Linked DNA regions of Zea mays: region 1 is linked to region 2. A link is a contact called in public Hi-C data. All regions are on one chromosome and are shown on one strand. The core of a region is the stretch at or near the end of the contact, and the rest is flanking DNA. Distances in the headings are between cores, read along the strand shown. Region 1 holds the start of LOC100272836. Region 2 holds the start of LOC103635858 (formin-like protein 5).

Region 1 (7,036 bases), core at 114-2,613, 190 kb before region 2:
CATACTAGACGTTAACTTGATTAGTTAAGTAAATCACGCCCCTACATCTATAGAAAAGGATAGGTCCTAAATCCACCCAGGATGACCGACAAGCCTGTGTTTATGACAAGGCATGTGCTCGTGCGAAATTTCGACAACATAACCCTGTTGTTCTCCACTCGCACGCTTGAAAAATGGTGCAATTGGAGAACATAGGGGTTATAGTGCCAAAACTATACAGGGACACATGCCTTTATCATAAACACGAGCAATGTCGGTCACCCCGAGGTTGTCCAATAAAGGGACAATTCCAGCCCAACACACATCAGATGCGTCACATGTGAGGTGTGTTGGCCCGAAACGGGTGACGTGTAGGTGTCGTTTGATGACACTACGATACACTACGAATAACTAGAACCATCGTACATTATTATATAATTCAACTAATAAACCACCAATAAAATATTATATACGAAAAAACATTGTTACGGGACCATAAATCATATAAAATGACCTTATTTTGGGGGCGGAATTAAACCCTAGGAAATTAAAAGTTTAAATTATCTAAGCACCACTAAATAAACTAAAACAAGCTAATTTAATTACATAATCAAATTCCGGTCGTCGAACATAACAAACTCAACAATATTTAATATACAAATAATTTAATACTAAAATTCATTTAATAATTTATACATCTACAAAATTATACTACAAAATAAAATTACTCACTTAGCCGATGGTGAGATCGGTGTGGCCGCTGGTGGGTGACGTAGGGCTGGACGAGCGTTGGAGCCGACGAGGCAGTGGGGGCGAGGTGGGCGCTAGCGTGGGCGGGCGCTGATGGCTCCGTCGAGGATGGCTCCCGCCCGGCGTAACGGCGGTGCTGGTCAAGTGGCTTACGTGCGAAATGAAACGGTACGGTCGGGCGCCGCGGACTTAAAATTCTTTATTTCCGACGGCTTGTATGACAGTCCAACGATCTGTCTGACAGCTGTCGGCATAAGCGTCTTGCCGACGGCTTATGACAAGCCGTCGAACGTATGAACTTATGTCCGACACAGATAAGGGCGGTCGTCAAAAAAAACCGTCGGACATAAGTTGACCGTCATAAATTTCCCATTTTGGTGTTATGGTTACTGGATACGTCATGTCTAAGCATCAGCGGCAAAATCGCCTTTGGCTGGTGAAACCGTTCCCCGGCTCGTGGAGCTGCTCAACAAGCCGTCCCAAACGGGCACAGCTTCGAAGAAAGAACCATTATTAAAACATTGATCGATTGATCGATTGATGCATGTGCATGGATGCTACGCTGCAGTCGTAGAAAAGCAGAACACTATAAATAAACACCAGGTTCCATCCGTCTCTGCAGTCACCCACAACCAATTAGCCATTGGCCAGCACAGCAGTGTATAGGCATAGCTACGTACGTGGGAAGTGGGAACGATGGCACTCATCATGCAGGAGAGTAGTAGCCATGATTTGCTCCAAGCTCACGACGAGCTCTTGCACCATTCCCTGTGCTTCGCCAAATCGCTCGCGCTCGCCGTGGCGCTGGACCTCCGCATCCCCGACGCGATCCACCACCACGGCGCCGGCGGCGCCACCCTTCTCCAGATCCTCGCCGAGACTGCGCTCCACCCAAGCAAGCTTCGCGCCCTTCGCCGCCTCATGCGCGTGCTCACCGTCACGGGCATCTTCAGCGTCGAGCAACCACCAGCAGGTGGTGGTGATAATTCAACCGTCCACACGTCGGACGACGAAGCTGTCGTCGTCTACAGGTTGACGGCAGCCTCCCGCTTCCTCGTCAGCGACGAGGTGAGCACGGCGACCTTGGCTCCCTTTGTGAGTCTGGCGCTCCAGCCTATCGCTGCCTGTCCGCACGCCCTGGGTATCTCCGCGTGGTTCCGGCAGGAGCAGCACGAGCCGTCCCCGTATGGCCTGGCGTTCCGGCAGACCCCAACGATCTGGGAACATGCTGACGACGTAAACGCCTTGCTGAACAAAGGCATGGCCGCGGACAGCCGCTTCCTCATGCCAATTGTGCTGAGGGAGTGCGGCGAGACGTTTCGTGGGATCGACTCGTTGGTTGACGTCGGTGGTGGCCATGGTGGCGCCGCCGCCGCCATCGCCGCCGCCTTCCCCCACCTCAAGTGCAGCGTGCTTGACCTCCCGCACGTTGTCGCCGGTGCTCCGTCTGATGGCAACGTGCACTTCGTCGCAGGCAATATGTTTGAGAGTATTCCACCTGCAACCGCTGTTTTCCTCAAGGTACCATCCGTCGTCACTGCTGACTGCTCCCTCCTCCATGGCTCCATTTCTCAATGTGTTTGCATTTTGAGATCCATGGTCAAACTTCAAAGTTTTGACTATCGTTTTGTCTTGTCTTGGGCGAGATGCCTCTCCCGTCCAAAAATAATTTAAAATTTTATTTTACAGTATAGAGTAACGATATCTATAACACCGAACATGCATACTATAAAAATATATTTTATGATGTATCAATGATACTAATAATAATGCTATATTTTAAAAGATTTGTTCAAATAAAATAGTTTGACTTTAGAACAACTCTATAATTTTATTCAGACTATGTTTTGTAGGGATTTAGATATAAATCCCCTCATAAAATATTTTGGGTAATCAATTAGAATCAGTTTATAAAACCGTTTTGTTTGTGTGGGTGGATTCCTATTTCCACAAAATGCATTTTATATAAACAATCGTATAAATGAAAATAAGCTTCAAAAAAATTCTGAACTTCGAGTGGACAAGAAAAAATTTAAATATACCCTATTATATTTTGTTGCACTTAGAAAATCATAATTTAAGAAAACTATGATCACTAGTGTATAGCAAACACTGAATCGTCCCGAAACTAGTCTAGGAACTTTTGACATATATGTATATAGTGCAAAATAGAAGAGTCCTTTCAAATGTTTCTAGAACAAAACACTATGCAACACTTCTATTTAATTTGGCAGCGATTCTAATGTTCCAATATTACCAAATGAACCCTTAATTTGGGACGAAAAAAGTAGAAGTAAATAGTTCTAACATCATAAACATACATGTTATTATCTTTGAATCCAAACACCAAGAACCCTTTTGTTCATCATCTATCAATTAACTTGATGAAATCTATGCCAGAAAACTCTACATGACTGGGGTGACGATGAGTGTGTCAAGATATTGAAGAATTGCAAGCAAGCCATATCTCCACGGGATGCAGGTGGGAAGGTAATAATCTTGGACGTGGTAGTTGGATATAAACAGTCAAACATAAAGCATCAAGAGACACAAGTTATGTTTGATTTGTATATGATGGCGGTTAACGGAGTTGAGCGTGATGAGCAAGAGTGGAAGAAGATCTTCATTGAAGCTGGATTCAAAGACTACAAAATTCTACCCGTCATCGGTGACGTATCAGTCATCATCGAGGTCTATCCTTGAATGCTTTGTGAACAAAGACCTCCATAATAAACTGAAGACCATGAAGGTGTTGATAGTATATTATGATTTTTTATTTGTATTGTACACTTGATTCTTTGAGTATTTGTAATGACAAGCTGAGTAATTGTGTTTTTTTGTTAATGTGGTCTTATAGTGCACATTACACATGATGTATGATATGTTACTTGCCCTCATTTTGGTGTAGATGTGTGTTGGTCAAGTAGTCGATAGGCAACTCTATTATGCTTGGCATCAATAAGACAACATGGAAGCCTATGATTTGTTGTGTCATGGCAACAAGGAAAATTGTGGTCTTGGTGAAAAATGCATATGTTTTCAGAATGTAACAGAAAAGGCAAAATCACATCGACTTGTGCACAAATGACTTCTGCAAGACAACTCTAATAAGTATGTGTTGGAGATTATTGAGCTTGGCCCATTTAATTTACAATAAAACCCAATTCTGTCTTTTGTCATTTTCTATAATAATCCAACTCTGTCTTGTACGATAAGTTGGAAACTAAATTGACTAGATCATAAGCTAGTCATTTTCTTTCTTCTTGCGCGTGTTTATCATGAGTCTAATCCCATATATAATTGAGAGGCGTTCTCCGTGAAAGAAATGAGAAATAACTAATCCACTACATGTTGTAGTTTTAGATGAGGGAGTCCTCAGTGTTGTGCCACCTTAGGGCCCTCCGTCCATGAGGGCGATGTGATGGTTGTGGTGGAGAGAGTTATCTTTGAAACCTCCTTCGTTTAAAGTACATGCATGGGTTGGGACAAATTAGATTTTAGGCAATGGATATGTGTCTACTCGCCGAGTTAATCTGCATTATGACATCTACGGACTTCAATGGCACCACAAAAACACATCTTCAACCAATCTAGAGTGACCCTCGTAGTAAGTAAAGACCAGTTCCTCGTTCATGTTTATGTTAGATGCATTCAAGATAGATTTAATTATTCTAGGTTCGGCCGGAGTACTTATATTGTGCGTGGTTATCCTAACAAACTCTCATGAAACTGTTAGATCTCTCACCATATATATATGAAGGAGTACGACCGATTGAGATACACAATCCAATTAAATCAATCCAATTACCTTATTTATGATTATGCATTAGGTCTAGCGTAGCTTTCCCAATCTCAATCCTCACCTCTGTACACGCTTTGTGTGGCCTATCGACCCAGAGCAACTCTACGATCTCTCCTCCCGACGAGGGTCCTCCCAGGAGCAGGAGACAAGATATAGGTTATCCCGATAGCGAGCTCTCTACGTCGACATGGACGATCTGGCACCCTATCATGGACGATCAAGTGCTTTACCATAGACAGTCCGGCATCCGCCACCTTGTAGAGCCGACTCCAAATTCATGTATATTTAGCCCGAGGGTTCTTGGCATTTGGCCCCCTAAAGGTGCCAACAATATTAAAGTAAACACGCACAAGTGCATTTTTGCCATACTAGAGAGTTAGCGCGGTGATATATATATATATATATATATATATATATATATATATATATATATATATATATATATATATATATATATATATATATATATATATATATATATATATATATATATATATATATATATATATATATATATATATATATATATATATATATATATATATATATATATATATATATATATATATATCAGATTTAGAAATTTATTGTTGTTGGTGGAATTATTTTTAGAATTTATTTTAAAAGGGATTAAGAATAAACAAAAAAAACGTTGGGTGACGCACGTGGGGTTTTGTAAAAGTGCGCGCGAGCCAAGTTGGAGTGTTGGACCAGCTTGAGTAGGTGTTGTGGGGCCAATGGCAGTCGCACAGGAAGAAGTGCGAACTTGGACCTTATATCATGTCAAGTTCCTGCCGTCGGTGTGTTTTCTTTCCCGCGTCCGCTTGCTAGTCGTTGCTACCATGATGAGTCGTCGTCTGGTCTTTCCAAGACGGCGCCCGTCATGTTTCGCAGTACACGGAACCTGACCACGTACGTTCTTCGCTGCTTTAGCTATTTGAATGTGTACAGATCAGCATGTATATTATGGCGAAAGAGAAGATGCATGCATATAATTAATGCAGTCTAGTTCCAAATGCAAAGACTAGATGCAAAGACTAGTTCCAAACGCAGGGCATGGCCGCATGGGCATCATTGCTAGCCACGAGGGATCGGAGGCGGGCGCGTGGTTCTCGGTTTGCCCTGCGTGGCAGCAGTCTGGCACCCAGCTAGCTAGCGATGTCTCGTGTACCGCGTGACAGGCGCGCAGCGTTGGGTTGGGTGGGCGTTCCGACTTTTACGAGTTCGTGGACGAAGCGTTTCGAGCTACTAATATATTTTTCCGACTTTACGATATCGTACTTACTTGATGCTAAGGTATAAGTAATAGGTTCGAATAAGTACATAAATATAAGCATGAACAGGGATGAGCATCATGAACATGGTGAAAATTCTTAACATGAACATAAATATAAGCATGATAATTACGAGCATGTGAAGAATCAACACTACTAACCATAGGTGTCTCACCTTTTTTCCTTAACGAATTTTGGGACCTCAATACTCTTTGTGGTGTTTGCTCCCCTTTGGAAGCCAACACCGTCCTTAATTGAGGGATGCCTACCACTTGTGTAGGCTCTCCTAGCAAATTTTATTTTATCTATTCCATCATGAATTTTTAACTTGAGCATTTAATATTGCCATTTTATCATTCAAATCAGCAATAATATCTACATTTGCAATACAAACATCAACACCAATATCCTTACATTTATTGCAAATGGAAACATACTCAAGAGTGGATGAAGAAGCATGACATTCACTCAATCTCACTATCTTATCATTTAATTCATCATTATCAATCTTAATACATGAAATACAAGAATGGCAATCATACAACTCAGTAGGCAGAATTTTATTCTTTTCTAATTCCTGAGCAAGGGATTTTTCTACACTAACGACAAATTTATCATGCTCTCCCCTTCGTCGTAGTCGGAGGAGGAGCAGTATGAATCCCACTCCATGCAAATGTGTGCCTCACCATTCTTCTTATAGAAGTTCTTCTCCACATTCTTTACCTTCTTATCTTGTTCTTGGTCATCATTATTACCACACTTGAAGCAGACGTAGTCGGAGGAGGAGCAGTATGAATCCCACTCCATGCAATAAAATGACTAGTCTTACCACACTTGAAGCAGACGTGCTTCCTCTTGATTTGTTCTTATTGTTGTACTCCTTGCGCCCCCTCAACGCGGTATTGAAGCGCCTGATGACAAGTGTCATCTCCTCATCATTTAGGCCAACTGCCTCAACTTGTGCCACCTTGCTGGGGAGTGTATCCTTGTCGTTTGTTGGTTTGAAAGCAACACCTTACGACTCGGTGGAGGGGAGGCTCCCATTGGCGACGTCGTTAATGTACTTTGACAACTTTGTGATCCATCTATTTTGTACTCTCATGGTTGCGCACTTGGTTCATCAGAGTCTTGAGCCTGTTGTACATGTCTTGTGGGCTCTCTCTCCTCTTCATAGCGAACAACCCCAGTTCTCCTTCGATGACCTCCATCTTGATGATATTGGTCATCTTGT
Region 2 (7,525 bases), core at 3,908-6,407:
TAGATTTCAATCCGACCCAAGGGAATGTCACCTTGTGGCCGTTAAGCAGATTCTTAGATATTTAGTTTCTACGCCTTGCTTCGGGATCTGGTATCCAAAGGGGTCTACCTTTGACTTAATTGGATATTCAGACTCCGATTATGCTGGATGCAAGGTTGATAGGAAGAGTACATCAGGGACGTGCCAATTCCTAGGAAGGTCCTTGGTGTCTTGGAGTTCAAAGAAACAAACCTCCGTTGCCCTATCCACCGCTGAGGCCGAGTATGTTGCTGTAGGACAGTGTTGCGCGCAACTACTTTGGATGAGGCAAACCCTCCGGGACTTTGGCTACAATCTGAGCAAAGTCTCACTTCTATGTGACAATGAGAGTGCAATCTGCATGGCAGATAATCCTATTGAACACAACCGCACTAAGCACATAGACATCCGACATCACTTTCAGAGAGACCACCAGCAAAAGGGAGATATCGAGGTGTTCCATATTAGCACCGAGAACCAGCTAGCCGATATCTTTACCAAGCCGTTAGATGAGAAAACCTTTTGCAGGCTGCGTAGTGAACTAAATGTCTTAGATTCGCGTAACTTGGATTGATTTATAGCATACATGTGTTCTATGCCTTTGATCAAGTTACTTCATGCATTTATGAAATTTGTTGATTATTTATGGTGCTCAAGTTGTGCAAGGGATCCCCGGACCTCACCAGTCCATGTGTGAAGGATGCACATATTTAGGGGGAGAAGTGCTACAACTTGACCTTTTGAGACTAACCTTTGTGTTTAAGTGTACTTGATGTAGTCTCAAAGGTGAATTGAAAGGGAAAGGTGAACTTGGACCATGCAAAGACTTCCACTGCACTTCGGTATTAGTGTACTCACCTCCAAGTTCATTCTTATGATCTTATTGCCTTTTGCTCTTAATTGATGATTTTGGTGAGGCAATGGGGTTAAAGGGCCAAAAATGATCCCGTTTTGGTGCTTGATGCCAAAGGGGGAGAAATTAAGGCCAAAGCAAATGGATGAGCTACCACTTGAGAATTTTGAAAATAGTAGAGTTAGAATTCGTGATTTGTTAAAATACTCTTATTGCAAAATTTGGTCTCTTGTGGGGAGATTCTATGATTATGGGAAAAAGGGGGAGTTTTTGGATCGTGTTCAATTTCACTTTTGGAATATCTCTCTTTATGCCCAAACAAGTGAGTTTGACTTAGAGATAGGAAAATGAATTTGATTTGCAAAAACAAACCAAGTGGTGGCAAAGAATGATCCAAATATGCCAAATTAGAGTAAAAAATAATTTGGTCTTCAATTTGAATCGATGTTGCATGTCTTGCATTGCTTTTTGATGTGTTGGCATAAATCACCAAAAAGGGGGAGATTGAAAGGGAAATGTGTCCTTGGGCCATTTCTATAATGTTTTGGTGATTAAGAGTCCAACACATAGTGAGTGAAATATTATGTGCCAAACAAGCAAAAGATGCAAATCATGTAAGAAGGTACGTTTCTAGACTTAGTACATTGTTTTGAGTACTAACATATTCTGTCTAAGTGCTAGAAACAGAGAAAAGAAAAAAACCAAAAGACTTGGCTCGGTGCAGCCAAATCTCTGCTCAGTCTGGCACACCAGACTGTCCGGTGGTGCACCGGACAGTGTCCGGTCTGCCAGGCTGGACTCCGGTGAACAAGCCGCTCTCGGGAGAATTTGGCAGCGTACGACTATAATTCACCGTACTGTCCGGTGGTGCACCGGACTGTCCGGTGAGCCAATGGCCGCCAGCGCAACGGTTGGTCACGCAATCCGCGGGCGACGCGTGGCCCACGCCAACGGTCGGCAGGGGGCACCGGACAGAGTCCAGTGCGCCAACTGCCACGACTCTGCAACGGTCGTCTGCGCCAGAATAGGAAGGAGATCACGCACCGGACATGAACGGTGGCTGTCCGGTGGTGCACTGGACTGTCCGGTGCGCCACCCGACAGAAGGCAAGGATAGCCTTCCTTGTTGGCCTCCAACGGCTCCTAGCTACCTTGGGGCTATAAAAGGGACCCCTAGGCGCATGGAGGAGCTACCCAAGCATTCACTAAGCATTCTAAGTCTCCCACACTCTGTCTCCGCGCACTTGATCGATCGTGTTAGTGATTTGAGCTCCGTTCTAGCTGTGAACTCTTTGCGCTTCATTTTGAGCTCAAGTCTTGGCTTGTGTGCGTGTGTGTGCTGCTGATTTGTGTGTGTTGCTCCCCAACCTTACTCTAGTGTTTTCATTGTGATCTTTCTTGTAAGGGCGAGAGACTCCAACTTGTGGAGATTCCTTGCAAACGGGAAAAAGAGAAAAGGAAGAAAAGCCGTGGTATTCAAGTTGATCATTGGATCACTTGAAAGGGGTTGAGTGCAACCCTCGTCCATTGGGACGCCACAACGTGGAAGTAGGTAAGTGTTACATGGCCGAACCACGGGATAAAATCGCGTGTCTCTTGTGATTGTTTTCTCTTTGATTGTCTGTGTTCACAAGAGCTCATTTCAAGCCACTTAACCGTTCTAACCTTCATAACCAAAGTTTTGTGGCTATTAGTGTTGAATTTTACAGGATCACCTATTCACCCCCCTCTAGGTGCTCTCAGTTGCCGAAGATCTTCCTGAGAAACAACCTGGTGAAGGCAAGTGTCTTCTGACCTATTATGTCCTACATACTCTATAATTCACTGTCTCGCATTACATTATTGAAATCTATGGATTGACTAGTCTGTATTTACATATCCTTGTTTACCTTTTGGGTTAATCATGGTTAGCTTTACACTATTGCTTTAACTTAATCAATGAACATGATGTGAACATTTATGATACGATGATGTTATCCTGATGATGATCTTGTGATAATTTAGGGGGCTCAGGCCATTTTCCTGAGTACCTCTCTGTAAGGACCTGTTTGTTGAGTGACCACTCGGGATAACAGTGCAACCATGAGGGTGGAATGAGACACCCTTAACTGATTAATTAGATGAACCTGGAGTGTAGTTAGCTTTGCCTGAGGGCCGTCAATGGGGGCCGGGGCGTAGTGCTCACTCTGCCAAGGGGGGGTGCAGAGGTTCATTCGATTTGGTTTTGTTAGTCACCCACCTTGGGGAGGTGTACTGCGTTTGTATGACTGACGAAACCTAACGAGCAGCTATGCACCAGGGGAGACTTTGTAAAGGCTACGTAGTGTATCCCTGACCATTCACCTCAGTAGTGAAGATCGGGTCTGTACAACCCAGGCTGGAAAGGGATCACGACTCGTGGGTAAAGTGTGCAACCTCTGCAGAGTGTTAGAAACTGGTATATCAGCCGAGCTCACGGTTAAGAGCGGCCTTGGGATCCTCTTTGATTAGAAGAACTTTAGATACTTCTATGATAATGGTTAATGATGATGATTATAATTTTGATTTCTAGTATTTCCTCTTGGAGGAGGTACATTTGGGTAATAACTGGGTTTATTACTAAAACTTGGCTCTACTCATAGTAATAAATACTTGACCAACTAAAAGCAACTGCTTAACCTTAACTCCACATACAGCTAGTCCACTTTAGCCAAATGGGACATTTGCTGAGTACATTGATGTGTACTCACCCTTGCTTCACAAACCACCCCCACCCCAAGTTGTCCCCATTGTATTCAGTGCTCAGGAGGAGATGCTGACAACATGGAGGACTTTGAGTAGTTTTAGGACTACGACGAGTTCTAGTTTTTTTAGTGGAAAACCCCAGTCAGCTGCCTATGTAGGCCTTATCTACTACGTTTCGTATTTCCGCACTTTGATGATACTAATGACTATGCTATGTAATAGACCTTGTGTATGTCTTGGACATCTTGTTGTAATAAAAGTACCTTTCCGCTATTTATTTTGAGCAACGTGTGATGATGTCCAATTATGTAATCGTTGTGTACGTGAGTTTCTGATCCTGTCACGTATATGGTTCGCATTCGGTTTGTCTTCTAAAACCGGGTGTGACACCTATAGGCAGCCAACACGCTTAGGCCTAGGCTTGATAGGTTATGAGTGGCCAGCAAGCCTAGGGGTCTATAGGTTACGAGCGGTAAGTGGACCGACTCGCCCTCTGTGGCTCGGCGTCGGCGTAGTTAATGTGACACAGTGGGCTAGTCCTGGTCAAGCGCGAAATCCACTCGAGTGGCTTCCCCTCGATCCACCCGACCCTACTTTCGGCTCCGCCTCGTCTGACCCTCGGCTCGGTGCCTCGGGTTTATCCAGAACGATTCATTCAAGGTGGACCTTTTCCTCGTCTTTCTACTGACTAGTGGGCCCTGGAAGGCCCGAGGATCATTTCGCGACACTTACAATAGCCTATCAAGATATATTCTAATTTTGTTGATAACTATTTTACTTTAGACTTTAGATCAACCTTGGATACAAATTAGAGTGGCCTAGAAGAACAAGCACATTAGACTAGACTCGCATATTCAGCCATCACAAAAAAATTTAATCGACTAAAACAAATTTAGGTTATAATAGTGAAGTTGATGTCTTGGTTAGTTAATCTGATATCAACAATAAAATCGAACCGGTGGCTAATGCAGTTTTCGTAGAAAAAAAACAAACAAAAAACAAAAACAAAAACAAACAGGCTTTATTATAAGATCTAATGCTTAAATAGTCCGCTACTGGTGCCGTTGCTATGACTAAAGTTTAGTTAGTATCGCAGCGAATGTTTGAATGCCAATTTCAATGATTAAATATAGTCTAATTGCACACTAAATGATGAGATAAACTTATTAAACATAACTAATTTATGATTAACAAATTTTATGGTAGCATCATATGAATGAATTATCAATAATGTACTAATTAGACTTAGATCTATTTATTTTCCACTTAGATTATATAAGATGGATTATGGTGAAAGAGTAGGAAGATAAAATATCACTTTGAGACAACAAAATAAGCCAAAATAGATTTTTTAACTTATTTGTGGCATCAAAATGATATTTTATCCACCTACTTTTTCACCATAATCCAACTTATATAATTTAGAAGTGAAACAAACAAACCTTTAATATATTCATATAACTGTTTAGTCTTTATATATGTAATTAGCTTTATAATTAGACTATATTAAATATTTGTAATTAATATTTAAACATTTTTGGGCCCTTCAATCCCCTCTAGCACTCTTTTCCCAAACAAACCCCTCGAGGGAAACATATCCATCGCTCCCAAAAAAAAAAAATACTGTTGGATTCTGCTTCAGGCTCAGCCGCCCAACGCCCCAACCCTACCCTGCCTTTTGTTCTTCCGTTCCATCGCCACCAGCCTGCGCGGAACCCCCCACCCTCACGACTGGGCCGGCCGTCGCTAACGCCTTCGGTGCCCCTTCGCCGGCGACGAGCACCACCAGGTACGCCCTCACTTTGGTCTTCCCTGCCTGCGGTGCGAAGACGTGCGCCCAAACCCTAACTTACTATTCGTAGGTACGCCCTTCCCTTTCCCTTCCTGTTGTGCGAAACCGTGCGCCCAAACCCTAACATACTATTTGTTTTCCCTTTCCCTGCTAACTTCGATTGCTTTGCAAAAGCTTATCGGGTGTACATGTGTACACCCAGTTACCGCCCCTGGCTGCGATTCCCTTCTGTGTTTCGCCAGCGCTTCGCGCCATTTGTTTGCTGGCGAGGGATATAAGGCTGTTACATTCAAATATATGTGGATATGTTCTTCGATTTTTGTTTCTTTTGCGGTTCTCTTGGAATCCTGCGATTTAGTAGGTGCCTTTTGGTGCCCTATACAGTGAAATGCATTTGATTGGTGTTTGCTACTGCCAACTTCGGCGGAGCGTAGTGTTCCATTTGTGACCAATCTATAGCAATATCATCAGCTATTATAATTTATGGTTCACAGTTGTATTCTTTATCATTTTGTTATGCATTATGTCCATTGTTTTGTCCAGTAAATTTGCAGAAATCAAGATTATTTTTTTGTATTATATACTATATAGAATGGATAGTTCTGTTTGATCAAAGCACATCATGTAACTATTGCTTTCATTACTAGTTCTTTACCCCTGTGTTATGCTCAAATTGTTGAATAGAACTAATAGCGTGTTATGCTCAAATTATTGAATAGAACTAATAGCGTGTTATGCTCAAATTATTGAAAAGAACTAATAGAATGCAAGCAACCAACTTAATACTGGGAGTTCTATAGCATGCTTAGTATTCAGTAGTCCAGGAACTTTTGCTTTTGCAGTAATTGAATTTCTTGTTTAGTTTAATATGATCTTATTATTCTTTAGTGGCCTACTATTATTCGTTTCATATAAAAATATTAAGGTTATTATTATTTGATCTAGGTGCATACACATTAACTGGACTCCATAGGCTTTTATTGATGATTTAGTCTGTTTACCTTTTTTCTCAAATGGAACACATTTTCTACTTGGGCAAGAATAATTTGGTGAGTATAATTTTTTGGAGGTCTGATAATGTGGAGCCTGATTTGGTTGTTTCTTCTGTTGGCAGTCATCATGTCATCATATCCTGTTCTAAACAACCGACCAATCGATCAGTGGAGAGTTACTGATCTGAAGGATGAGCTCCGTAAAAGGAAGCTTCCTGTTAAAGGTTTGAAAGAGGAACTCGTCAAGAGACTCTCTGACTCCATTCAGAGTGAAAGAGAAGCTGACGAAGCTGATGAGGATGTGGGAGTGAATGTGGATGATCAGTTGCCTGATGCCAATGCTATTGAGGAAAATACAGTTACTGTTACAGAAGTTCATCAGGAAACTGTGGTTGATGTCACTCATCAAGTTGAAGTTCCTACAACCGAAGTTGGTCAAGAATCCATAATTTCTCCCACTAGAGGCCCCCCCAGTGTTGATGTTGAAGAGGCCTCAACAACCAAAGGAAAAGTACCTGAATCAGTTGCTCGAGGAAATTTGACATTTGAAGAAGTGCAAGTGCATACTAAAAGTACTAATGAGCCTCTTCATGAGAAGACCACAGATGTTGACACCAATGATGCAGTCGATGTGAATTCAGACTTGATCCCTGCTGAAGTCAAGTTTGGTGCTACAGAAGCAAGCAAAATTGAAGAACAGGATTTTCCCCCAGCGCCTGTAGATGACTTAACTTCAGATTCTACTGGTCCTTTGGGTACTGATGTTGTCACAGCTGCAACTTCAGGTGCTGGCCCTATGGATACTGATGTTTTCATAGCTACAACATCAGATGCTGGTCCTATGGATACTGATGTTGTCACAGCTGCACCAGTTAGCGACGAAGGGGAGAAACTGGCACCCAAGGATGCTTCGGGTAACAAGGTGTCAATGCATGATGAAGAGCAGAATAATTCTGATACCATGAACGAGGACTGCAAGCCCATCATATCACAATCAAATAATCAGGTACCCGAGGTTAGTCAAGATTTAGGGTCTCAAATTAAGTGTGAGTCGATTTCTACTGATAATCTATCAACTAACAAAAAGAATAATATAGAAGGTAATTTAAATGCTAATAATTTTGATTTAGAACTAGAGATTCAGCCG

Evidence for each region. A called contact is a pair of places that touch in the nucleus more often than the background predicts.
Region 1: a Hi-C map of ear shows a contact between it and region 2, with 2.8 times the contacts expected there. The contact joins the promoter of LOC100272836 here to the promoter of LOC103635858 in region 2. A contact is called at or near these places in 7 of 25 Hi-C or Micro-C datasets (bundle sheath, ear, leaf and 1 more).

What each region holds. Positions count from the first base shown.
Region 1 is chr1:66,488,635-66,495,670 of Zm-B73-REFERENCE-NAM-5.0, reverse strand. LOC100272836 reads left to right here and starts at 1,363. Exons shown (of 2, transcript NM_001147289.1): 1 at 1,363-2,250; 2 at 3,130-3,734. The coding sequence starts at 1,426. The coding sequence ends at 3,432.
Region 2 is chr1:66,304,427-66,311,951 of Zm-B73-REFERENCE-NAM-5.0, reverse strand. LOC103635858 (formin-like protein 5) reads left to right here and starts at 5,157. Exons shown (of 6, transcript XM_008658244.4): 1 at 5,157-5,383; 2 at 6,501-7,525. The coding sequence starts at 6,506.